Linked DNA regions of Mus musculus: region 2 is linked to region 1. Evidence: chromatin contacts called from public promoter capture Hi-C data. All regions are on one chromosome and are shown on one strand. The core of a region is the stretch at or near the end of the contact, and the rest is flanking DNA. Distances in the headings are between cores, read along the strand shown. Region 1 holds the start of Arf4 (ADP-ribosylation factor 4). Region 2 holds the start of Wdfy4 (WD repeat and FYVE domain containing 4).

What was found. Promoter capture Hi-C pulls out the DNA fragments that hold promoters and counts their contacts.
Region 2: a promoter capture Hi-C map of pre-B cells shows a contact between it and region 1, with 4 times the contacts expected there. The contact joins the promoter of Wdfy4 here to the promoter of Arf4 in region 1. A contact is called at or near these places in 1 of 39 promoter capture datasets (pre-B cells) and 1 of 484 Hi-C or Micro-C datasets (B cells).

The regions. Positions count from the first base shown.
Region 1 is chr14:26,636,748-26,639,431 of GRCm38.p6, forward strand. Arf4 (ADP-ribosylation factor 4) reads left to right here and starts at 1,387. Exons shown (of 6, transcript NM_007479.4): 1 at 1,387-1,739. The coding sequence starts at 1,673.
Region 2 is chr14:33,183,761-33,186,444 of GRCm38.p6, forward strand. It overlaps Wdfy4 (WD repeat and FYVE domain containing 4), which reads right to left and starts at 1,306. Exons shown (of 59, transcript NM_001146022.2): 1 at 1,108-1,306.

The DNA of each region.
Region 1 (2,684 bases), core at 137-2,636:
TGTCATTATTTGCAGTATGCCAAGTTCTCTGTTTCCTTAATGCTTTCAGACAAGAGGAACGGTGGGCTCTTGCCAATAACATTAAATAGGAAGCCTTATTTCTGAACAGAAGACATCACACATTGAACCTAAGAAATAGAGAACTGCTCAAACAAAAAGTACCTTCCTAGAGAAAATACTTAAGAGCTGGTGAACACTAACTAGGAAGGGTAGGATTGTGGGCGCTACTAACGGTAAACTTTAGCAATAGTTATAAGGTGACATTCTTAGATAATTTGCTTCCCCCCTACATCGTATTTTGTAACCAGTAAAACGGTAGTAAATTCTTCATTATTATTCTGGGAATAATAGGAATGAATAGGACAGACAAGGTTCCTGTTTCAGAAACGCAGTCTTTAGTTGACCTCTCAAAAAATTAGTACTCTACTGGGTGTGGTGGTACAAGCCAAGAAACCTGGCCATTCTGGAGGGTGATGTAGGAGGATCACAAATTCGAGAGCAGTTTGTCATCTCAAAAGGAAAACTGTCCACAGTGGTAGAACGCTCTTAGCAAGCTTTGAAATCCTGGGTTCCATCCTCAGTACTGGAAGCGGATGGAAAACCGTCATAGCATTCTGATGATTCTTGGCGTCATGCCTAGGAGTTTTCCACCTTTACTCTGCCAGCAGGTCTGTTTTTAATTCTCTCTGGAGAAGCTAGAATCAGATGCTGCCCTTGTGAAGGCCAGCCACGCTTTAATTACTAATACTTTCACCCAACTGCAAAAATCAGAGACCCCTTTATCCTTAGAGGGATACTTTAGATGTCTATAAGTTTTTTTCAAAAAATGAATAAAATTAAGTCTATGCGAGTAAAGACTTTCCTTTGTTGTGCGGGTTGTCTTTGGATCTCCTATCCCTGCTTGCTGTGAGCAGCGAGCTACTAAGGATATTTCACATGAAATCCGTCTCATCGCATGTCCCTACCCAGCCTGGAAATTTTTTATTAAAACAGGGTCCATCTTCGTTCCTTCATTGTGACAAACTTACTGGTTGCTTGCAAGATTTGATTACATTTGTGGGAGTGGGAAACCACCGAGGCTCCCGTGAAGAAGTCACCCAGAGGTCAGCAAGAACGTCACCACTCAGCCCACAATGCACATCTCGCCTACCCGAACCTTGGACTACTACTATTCATCCGGGCGGAAGCCACTCACCTCGAACCCCATTGGACGAGATGCAGCAAGGACTCATGGGAGCCCGCCTGTCCTTCCGTCTGCCTGTGCCAACCGTCTTCGCTGGGCTCCACGTCCGGTAGTTCGCACGTCGGCGTAGCGGGCTCAGGCCCATTGCGCGCAGGCGCGGTGGCCCGGGCGGCGCCTGCAACGCAGGGGGGTGGGGCAGCGCTGACGCGATTCTGTCCGCGTTGGAGCGGGCGGGCCGCCGCCTGAGTCTCCGCGGCCGCCGTGTGACGTGGCACAGCCGAACACTTAACGCCGCGCCGGAGCCACCGCACCAGACGCCTAGCAGGTCCCGGTCCCGCTACGTCCTGTCCCGCGGCTTCGCCGACACTCCAGCCAGCGAGACAGGTCTTCAGCGTTTTCTCCTCCGCCCACTCGGTTGTGAGCCGGAACCGTGAAGGCCCGAGGGCGCACCAGACCCCCTCCTTTTGACCGTCAAGTGCCACCACCGCTATGGGCCTCACCATCTCCTCTCTCTTCTCGCGCCTGTTCGGCAAGAAGCAGATGCGCATTTTGATGGGTGAGTGAGGGACCGGGGCCGGGGAAGGCCATGTGTCTTCGCCAGCCGGTGGCCCGGCGCCCAGCCTTCTCCGGCTGCGGTGGGGGAGGGCGATCAAGAAGCATCGTTCGGGGAACAATGGGGGCGAGGGGCGAGGGGTTTGTTTCCCACAGAGGCTGAGCCAGAGAGTTGGGCCAGATTTCCTCGCTCCTGGCTTTACGTGCCTTTCTCTTCCTGCTGTAATTGAGAGCCTGGGGAGATTGAGCGGAGATAGATGTAGGGTTAGCTCACACTGGCGGAGCTCATTCTAAAGGTGCCGTTCTCAGGGTGCAATCTTCCTTCCACCTCACTTCCCTGGCGGTGGGCAGCGGTCGAGAGTGAAGCTGGCCTATTCCAGCCTTCCTCCTCCTCCCCCTTTCTTGGTCGTGTACGCCCTGTGCACACAACCATCGGTATGTGGCCCGGGCCAGGAGCCGCCTGGGGCAGGAAGTGACCAGGCCCACTGTGGCGAAGTCACACTTGGTGCTACCCAAGATTCGGAAAAAAAGTCCGGAGACTTCTGAGCTCACTTTGCTTAACTTTGCCTTGCTCTGGATTCGACTTTCTTTTCTCGTGATTATGAAGCCTATTCTGTGAAAATGAAAGTTATCCCATGGCTGTCTTTCAGTTCTAAACCTGTTTGGTTTGCTATCTTTGCTCTTTCATACGAATCTTATCCATTTGGCCTGGATAATAATAAAATCCAAAAGCTTTTAGAGACGAAATCTTTTTTTTTTTTAAACGGATAGTTGTAAAGCACCTCAATTGAGCTACAAAAAAAAAAAAAAATCGTTTGTTTAAAAAGCTGCCTCGCTGTGACAGGTTTTATTGCCCAGCGGAGGCCTTTCGCTTGGGCATTGTAAAGTGGCCTCTCCTTAGTACAGCAGTCTACCTCACAGCTGAGTTGCAAGGACCTGAATGACGCCT
Region 2 (2,684 bases), core at 56-2,555, 6.5 Mb after region 1:
AAAAGTATAAAATAAAGCCATATATAGTTTGGGTTACCTTTCCGTTGCTGTGATAAAACACCATGACCAAGACAAGTTACAAAAGAAAGCATTTAATCTGTTGCTTACAGGTTCGGAGGATTAGAATCCATGATGTCAGAGCAAAGGAACAGTGGCAGGAACAGCTGAGAGTCTAAAAATCACATCCAAGAGGCAAAGAGAGAGGCCCTCACTAGAAACAAAGGGAGAGGACTTTTGAAACCTCAAAGCCCGCCCCCAGTAACTCACCCTTTCCAACAAGGCCACACCTCCTAACACTTCCCAAACATTTCCACCAATTAGAGACCAAGTATGAAAATATATGAGCCTAAGGAAAGCACTCCCATTCAAACTACCAGACATGTATTAAACAATTTAGAGATAGTGGAGGAATCAGAAATAAAAACAAGGAAACAATAATCCCAAAGCTGGGACAGAGGGTCATTCAGGCTAAACACCTATACACACAAGATAATAAAATAAGGTTTTTTTAAAATTTAATAAAAAAGAAAACTCTTTTAGGCCCATAGGAGGTCAGACCAGACACCAAGGATGTAAAGACAGGAGAATTTTTCCCACACTTGAGCCCACACCCAACTCTCTGGCTAGTCCCCAGCCCCCAGCACACCCTTCACTGCAAGGTACCACACTGACCTCCAAGCCTTCCTGAAGGCTTTTAAGAGCAATTCTCAGAAACCACAGTGCAGGGCTGGGCTCCTTCAGTGTCCTCTCAGCAGATGTGTGCCCTCCCTGTCCATCCTGCACATTCCTCCAACCCACTTTATGTCACCGCACCGGCATCACAGGCCCCATCTGTAACTTGTCTCTTTACTAGTTCATTGGACGTAAGTGGATAGAAATGGAGACAATTATACTTGAAATATTCCCTAGAAAGACAGTACCCAACGCCCAGTCATCACTTCGGAAAGACTGGGACAAAGGATTAGGTTCTTGAAAGCTGGGTTTTGAAGGAGAAAGGGATCAATCCTCAGTGGCCCAGATGCTGCTGTTAATGAGAAACATTGGAATTCAAAGGCTGCGTGTGATAACGCAGGTGAAGAAATGCCACCTTAAGAGACTTCTACTTACCAGATCCTGGGGCAGGCAAGGGTGGGGCCAGCTAAGGGCAAGACCAGGTCTGCCCAGCTGCCCCGAAGGCCAGGGTGGGTGGTCCACCCTTCACAAGCTACACCAGGGCTATGAGAGGAGCGTCTCAGTCAGTGTCCCGTTCTATACCTTGACAGTGGCACAAGCCAGAGTTAGTTTTCCCCAGCTGTGGCAGACTCCTACCTCTCAGCAGAGTCTAAAGAAGGGACTTAACCCGTGGTCAGAGGGTAAGGAATGATCTAGTGCCTGGTCAGCTCAGCAAAACTCACAAGTGACAAGGGTGCTGAGAGGCACTGACCACAAGGACCTCCTTCACCGCTCACTTCCTGCCAATCGTCCCTCCTCTCTGCCACCCCGCATTCAGACTAAGTACTGATGGTCACACATGTGCTCCACAGTTGGCTTTGCAGGAAGCAGCGGGGCAGTCTACCGCAACAAACAGCCCCCACCTGGCTGATCTCTCTTATCCAAGATCAGAAAGACGTACCTGGAGGGTGGTGGTCAAAGCCTGCGGATGTCACATGGTGTGAGTGCTTCTATCCCCAGCCTCCAATGGCTCAGCTCAGGGGAACAGACCAAGACCTGGCCTCGCATGGCAGCCATCAACAACAGTGTTTCATTATGAATCACTTGTGCTGGGTTTCTCTTCATTTCCTGGAGAAAGCAGAAGTGGGAAGTCAGCAGATGCCTGCCCTTCCCATCCTTCCCTCCAAGGAGCCAATGACAGAGCTGCTTCACCAATGACTGGCAGGACAACATGGGTTTCACAAAAGCTCCCCTGAGACTGTGTGTTTGGTGATCAAGCAGAGCCAGGTGGGACCTAGGAACAGAAGGGAAAGTACAGCCTGGTGCCCATGTCTGAATTCCGCCTCTGCTGCTTACTAGCTGTGTGCCCAGCAGGCTGGGGTCCGTATGGCTCCTCGTCCTAACCCTCAGCCTCCCAGTCCTAATTTCAAATCCCTAGGAACTAAATCTAAATGCCTTCCCTTCTCTAAATGGTAAGGTATGGGAGCAGGTGTGTGGAATACCAATATGGAAGAATGGCTCTTTCTAAGACCCCAGCAGAGTTCTTAATGTCTCCACAGGATGGAGAAGACTAGATTGGAGCAGAAGCTTAGAGAAAATCAGAAACGTCTTTGTAGATAAGCCAGGCACAGGGGGGACTGGGGGAGACAAAGCCAAGGGTTAGGGGTTGCAGGAGTGTGAGGCTCAGAAACACACAAAGGAGAAAGTGGGGTGTTCTCCTGATGAGGTGACTTCATTCGTGCAGGTGATGTTCTGCCCAGATGACCCACAGGACAATGTGGGTCAGTAGGGGAAAGGGCAGGGTCCAGGCACTTATAAGAGCAGAGAGGAATCTCTGATTGGATGTTGCAGCCTTGTGCCTTTACAATATGCACATTCCCATAACTCCAGCTTTTCCTATGGGGAAAGTTTCACACTCGGGCTCAGCAAACAACTCAGGCCCAGTGCAGAAGCCACCCACCAGGGGAGCAGAGAGACTCCTTCCACAGGTGGGCATTGCCATGTGGAAGGGAAACACCCTTAGGTTTTCCATG